Regions from separate parts of the Rattus norvegicus genome. Here region 1 is linked to region 2. The links are chromatin contacts, called in public Hi-C maps. All regions are on one chromosome and are shown on one strand. The core of a region is the stretch at or near the end of the contact, and the rest is flanking DNA. Distances in the headings are between cores, read along the strand shown.

Evidence for each region. Hi-C and Micro-C count contacts between places; a contact is called where the count stands out from the background.
Region 1: a Hi-C map of the A7r5 cell line shows a contact between it and region 2, with 4 times the contacts expected there. The contact joins two enhancer-like sites. A contact is called at or near these places in 11 of 12 Hi-C or Micro-C datasets (the A7r5 cell line, the Rat2 cell line, Schwann cells and 7 more).

The regions. Positions count from the first base shown.
Region 1 is chr2:26,230,674-26,233,468 of GRCr8, reverse strand. No RefSeq gene overlaps it. Among named protein-coding and RNA genes, the nearest start is that of Homer1, 47 kb to the left of the region's middle. Within about 2 kb of position 1,443, at least 21 of the 93 cell types and tissues checked have an H3K27ac peak or open chromatin away from gene starts, as enhancers often do. A contact at or near this core is called in the A7r5 cell line, where this site is marked.
Region 2 is chr2:25,951,144-25,954,392 of GRCr8, reverse strand. No RefSeq gene overlaps it. Among named protein-coding and RNA genes, the nearest start is that of Mtx3, 150 kb to the right of the region's middle. Within about 2 kb of position 1,527, at least 9 of the 93 cell types and tissues checked have an H3K27ac peak or open chromatin away from gene starts, as enhancers often do. A contact at or near this core is called in the A7r5 cell line, where this site is marked.

The DNA.
Region 1 (2,795 bases), core at 194-2,693, 280 kb before region 2:
GGGAGCAAGGGAATATGCATCATGTATTGAAAATTTCAAGGGATAGTTATGCCAAAGTACTCCCATGCCTGCCTCCATATCCTGCAGGGGAGTCTGCCTTGCTCACCTCTGTGGATTTGGTGGCCATGCTGCCTCTCCCATGACATTGCCTTCCTACTTCCAACTCAGAGCATGAGGCCAAAGGTGCTTTCCAGCTCAAACACTGCCGATAGTGACTGGCTGGAAGGAAGCCAAAGGTAAGCTCCCCAGGGACACGTTCTCATCTGTCTTTCTTGTCAAATTTATGTCGGCGTGTAGAAGTGTACCCAGCACGTATCGGGTGTCCCATAAATATTTGATGAATAAATAAATAAATGTGGGTTGGCCCAGACGGGCAAGCCTTGTCATCGGAGTGCACTCTTCGATCTTTGAGAACAAGAAAGGAAGCAACAGAGGCAGGCTGCAAGAGTGTTAGGGACTCAAATTACATCAAAACTAATGGGACACATGACCAGGCAGTTGAAACCTGATGGGGCTGACAGAAGATGCCAGGACACAGTGAGAGACAGAGAAGCTGCTTCATTTCCCGTGAGGCTGCCGGTGCTTGGATGCCCACAGCCTCACTGCAGTGTCTTAAATACACCCCACCCCCTCTCCTCCCCTCCTGCAAGGATGTTGAGTCATTCTCTGTTCTAATTATAAAAGCTTTGACTTAAGCAATAACATGCGTGATGCGGTAACGATGCCCCATGAGATGCTTATTGTAAGTACCAGCGGTGTGCTAACTAGGAGGAAGGTGTACCCCAGATCTAGAGCACATACAGTGCTCTAAAACACACACACACACACACACACACACACACACACACACACACACACACACACAGCGCTATGCTAAAATGCATGGATTGTGAAAATCTAGAGAACCAAGTCCAAAGACCAAGAAGACTAGAAAATGTCTGCCTATGTACCACTGACTACCACACACCGGTGCTGTTCTGGTTATGAGACCACAGTGTGCAAAGACTTGCCATGTTCTCTTCTGCTTCCTTTCGATTGCAGAGTATCCCAGGCAAGCCTGGAACATGCAGTTGTCCTGACACAGGCTCTTGTGTGCTGGGGTTACCGCTGTACACCACCTATCTTGGGCCTATTCTCCATCAGAATCGACACCTGAAGGGAATATGGCAGGAACAGGGAGGCTATGCAAAAGATGCAGACAGAGCAGGAAGCTGTGGGACGTGGAGAGTCTTCAGGACTTTGCCAGCAAGAAGCCTGTGGGAAAATGGTAGTGGAGATTCTGAGTAGCAAGAGGCAGTTTGAGGAAGGATAAGCACACAGACTCTAGGGAAAACCATCGTTTTGAATTGTGGGTCTGTGCAGGGCAGGAAGAACCAGCAGGAGGTGAAGATGGCCAGGGAAGCAAGAACAGAGACTGTCCCGAGGTGAATACAAACCAGGAAAGCCTGACAGCTCAGACATGAGTCACCAGTCGGAGGGAAGGGTGTCGTGGAGTCTAGGAGGGAGAGTGTTGGGTATCTAAACCTGAGGATGACAGAAGCTGTGATCTATAAACAACTTAGGCTATCCAGCAAGGCATGATTATGGATGAAAGCAAAACTGATAGCTTTCTGTAGACAAAAATCAATATGAAAATCAATAAAATTTGGTGATAACTATAGTTTAGCTACTGCTTAATAACCCCATTCTGTGGGGCTATGTCTCTTAGCAGAAGTGGCTTGCCCAGGGCTGCACTTCCCAAGGCAGGGCACCCGCTCAACTTGAAGTCTCTGGCTTGGAGCCCATTTGCCCCAGCTCTTTTGAGCTGTCTCCTGGAAAGTCAGATGAGCCTATAAGGAGGAAAAAAACATTCTCAAAGGCAGCAGAACTGTGGAAAAGACAAAGATAACAAGGGGGAGAGCCAATAAAAAGATTTTTAAAAAATCAGACTTTTTAAAAATAAATATAAAAGATCAGACATTTTAAAAATAAATATAGTTAAATGTATATTTTTATTCACTGAAATGCTGAGAAAACGAAAATATACCAACTTGGAACTTGAATCTTCCTTCATGTGTTGATTTTTGTATTTAAATTCAAGGCTAACTATCTTCATTTTTATTATTTTTTCATATTCTTATTCTTTCCTGAAAAGAAATTATTTTATAGTTTGTGAAAAGTGTTATTTTTTTCCTTTGGAGAATAATTATTTTTAAAATGGCAGGTGTCTCCCAACTTCTATACAGTTAGTCAACGGTTTACGCGATATTTGACTTAGAGCGCTGCCACTTTATGATGATGAGACAATACGGATCAAGGAAAACACGTACTTTGGATTTTGACCTTCTCCTGGACGAGTGACCTCAGTCCAACACGCACTCTTGGCAGAGGAACTGCACCTGCAGATCCCAGAAGAAACAACGAATCCTCCTCCTTAGTGTACTGTGTTGCTAAGCTGATTAGTAGTCTCAGTACATTAAATGTATGTCATGGGCTGTGGCAGTGCAAAGTGATAATTTATTTGATGTGGTCCCAGATTCCATCCCATGCACTTCAAACAATAATAGATGTGTTTAATCCAGCTTAAATGTTACAAAATACAATCATGCACTGAAACATAGCATGGTACCCGACTGATAAGAACATCACATGGCTTTATTCATCAACTCATAAATAAAAGAAAAAATGAATGCATTTCAGCCTGGGATGAATGGAGTTATTAAACCAGAACTCTGTCTGAGCCAGGGGATATCTATGACATATTGTGCGGTCCCTATAGCCAGCTTCTAGTGATGCTAAGCTGCACCTTCATGTAA
Region 2 (3,249 bases), core at 278-2,777:
GGAGCTTTCTAAGGCTGGCATTAGTCTCGCAAAGTTGGCCACAAACTCCAGATCCTCCTGCCTCAGCCTCCTGAATGCTGGCATTGGCCAGTGTGTACCCGTGTACCGGAGGAAAAGCAGATTGCTAAAATCAAAACTCCACAGCAGACATTTACTGAGAGTGGTCACACTCTAATCCGGGTGGTGGGAAGGAGGCCCAGGACTCGGGGGCTCTTCTTATGAGATGCACCAAACCGACAGAAGCGGGAAGGAGGTGGGCTGTTCCTGAGGAGAGAACTTCAGAAAGGACCTCCAAAACCGCTGAGTTTTGTGGCCCTTTGTAACCGGCTGCCTTACGTTGCCGTAATTTCCAACACCACAGCAGCAGCCTTTGGTTCCATCGGAGCTTCGGCATTGCTAAGAACAGTAAGCACAACGGTGAACAGAGTGATCGCTCTGATCGCCTACAGGAGACACCACACCGACAGTCTGCCTGAGACAACAGGATTACCAGCGGCTCCTACAACCGCCCTGAACAGGAAACAGGTCTAGGTGCAGGCAAGCTGGATAAGGAAGCTCTAATTGGTTTTTAAACGGGGTGGGGGGATGGGAGGGTGGGGGGTGGGGGTGGGGGGCAGGGGGTGGGGGTGGGGGGTGGGGGGGTGGGGGAGGAATATATAAATTCGTGTCATTGAAAACCCTGAGGCCAGGCTTGACTTATTGTCTACGCTCTCTTCCTTTCATCCTTTTCTGTATACCAATATCCCCTGTTCTAGCTCCTCCAACAGGAAGGAGAATTTCTCTCCCAATTCCACTGGCTCTGCAGCTGGCTGATGGTATGGCTGCCCTCACTGTCTACCTCTAAGCTTATCTCTGTGGTCAAAATGTCATTCTGCGCCGATGCTGAGAACCAGGTCCACACTCATCTTGTGTCACAAGGAGAGAAAACGACCCCAGGAGCTTAAAACAGGACAGACCCGGATGCCCCTGGGAGGACTGGGGACATCCAGGGCAGTGCTGCCCACAGGAGGACTGCCATGCTGCTCCAAGGAGGAAGTGGGGCTGAAGACAAGGCCACTGGAGAAAACGAGGCAGGAAGTTCAAGGAGAAAGTTAGATGTAGTCACCAGCGCACATGATCTGGAGAGGCTGAAGACGAAGCGAATGTCTGTGGACTCTAGACAGGGTGTCTGACTCATCTGTTCTCTGAAAGGTCAGAAATATGGGAGGGAGACAGATGGCTAGTGGATGCGAGGGTGAGTGGGAGTTTCAGAAACAGAGGCCAGGGGCTGTTGTCTATAGAAGTCTTCGGGGAAGGAAAGAACAACTTTCTGGGCCCGATGCAGCCTGCCAGTCACTGGGTGAGACAGGCTACCCCACGCGGGGAGCACGGACACCAAGACTCTCCCTTTCCGTCCAGAGAGGCTTTTCAAAGAAGGCGGTGCTGGAGTTATGAAGAGATGAGAGACACGAAAGAGCCACACATTTCCTTACAGGGCGTGTCCCAGAGTCTCACACACGGGCTTCTGAAAATGTTCACAAGCACCTCTCAATTAGGCACCACTGGAGGTCACTGGAGTCCCAGGGTTGCTATGGTGTGGGAGAGAAGTGCGTGGAGTCAGCGTCAGAAACAAGGTGGGTGAAAAGAGACCCAAGAAAAGACCAGGAGAGTAGGTGGCCGCACAAGCAGATTCTAGGGAGAGGTGGGGGCTTGGGGGCGCCCCCACTTTCCAGGGTACACGTATTGCAAGGCCCATCTCCACCCTCCTAGTTTAGAATGCCTTCCCACATCACCCGAGCCTGTTGCAGCCAGCAGAAACAGGCAGGGTATCAAAATGCAGCACAAGCAGATGAGATCCTGTGGGGGAAAGCAGTCGCCTCTGAAATGCCATGGCTTTTCTTTCAGAGTTTGGAGATTAAAAAATAGGGGGGGGGGAGGATACCCCAAACTATGGACAGTGGAGCTTCCAAAGAAATGGCAAAGTCTGTGTGCAACACTGCCCTCTGCTGGCCACAGCTAGACCTGCAGCTGAATGGTAGTGACAACTGGTGATTTGGGCTTGGAGTTAGTGCGGCTTTATGAAGGAACTGATCCTGCAGCTTTGGTTTATAAACTTTCTAGTTGACTGTTCTAATAAGACAGGCGTTCTCTGAAAACCCTTGAGGGATTGAAAAAGGCCTCATTGTTTTGCACTTTGATGTTCATGTAATCCTCACAAGTCACTTGGAGATGAGCTATAGCCATGGAATACTTTCCTAGAACTAATTAACTTTCAAATAATGTCTGAGAATTCCATGAAGGTAACAGCAGTGATCGACATGAATTGAATATGTATCCATTGGTGCCCTCTGTAATACATTAGTTTTTATATGTTTGTATAGGTGACATATGAAGGGGGGAGGAAAGGAGGGAGGGGGAGAGAGGGAGAAGGGGAGAGGGAGGAAGGATGGACGGGGAAGGGGGAGGGGGTGTGTGTGCGAGAGTCATTTCTCAGGCACAACCCACCTTCCTAATACTTCTAAAGGCAGGTTCTCTTACCTACTGGCCTGGAGTTTGACCAGTTAAGCTTTGAGGGATAGTCAGTCAGCCCCAGGGGCCCCCTGTTTCCATGTCCTCTGCACTTAGGTTATGGGTACCAAGTCCACCCCATGGAGGGGAGAACAGAAATTCTGATGGCGCCCTGCCCATCTCCACCATCCCTCTAGTATGAGACTGCTCTCCGGATCAGCTACCCTAGAGGCCCTTCAGCACTGAGTCATCTGTGAGATTCTTCTGTTGCCGATGAGGACCTTCTGTATCGTCCATCTTATGAAAACCTCACACCCTCTGTGAAGCAGATAATCACCCATACTTCACAGGTAAGGGGAATAAGGCTGAGCATTCAGACTGCTCTGCCCGTATTCTCAAAGCTGGGTCAGGGGTTTTACTCTGGCCACGTAATGGAGGCTGTTAATAATCTTAGGTGATGCTTGACCAAAGTGGGCAGGGCTGTGAGGAGAACCAGGTCCTACAGCACCATGGCCCAAGCCAGCACTGGTCATTGTACCTGATAACCTTTGGTCCAGTCTCTGTCAGAGATTCTGAAATCGAGGGAATGGGCAGGGTTGAAAAAGAAGGGAGTAATGAAGAGTAATGCCAAGAAGGGGCTGCTGGAGAAAAGTCAGGGGTCTTAAAGGTTTTCCTCATCTTCTTTTAATGTTGCTACATCCCCCGAAGTGGAACTGAATCCTTGATTGCTGTGATCAAATGTCACAGAGCACACAGAACCCT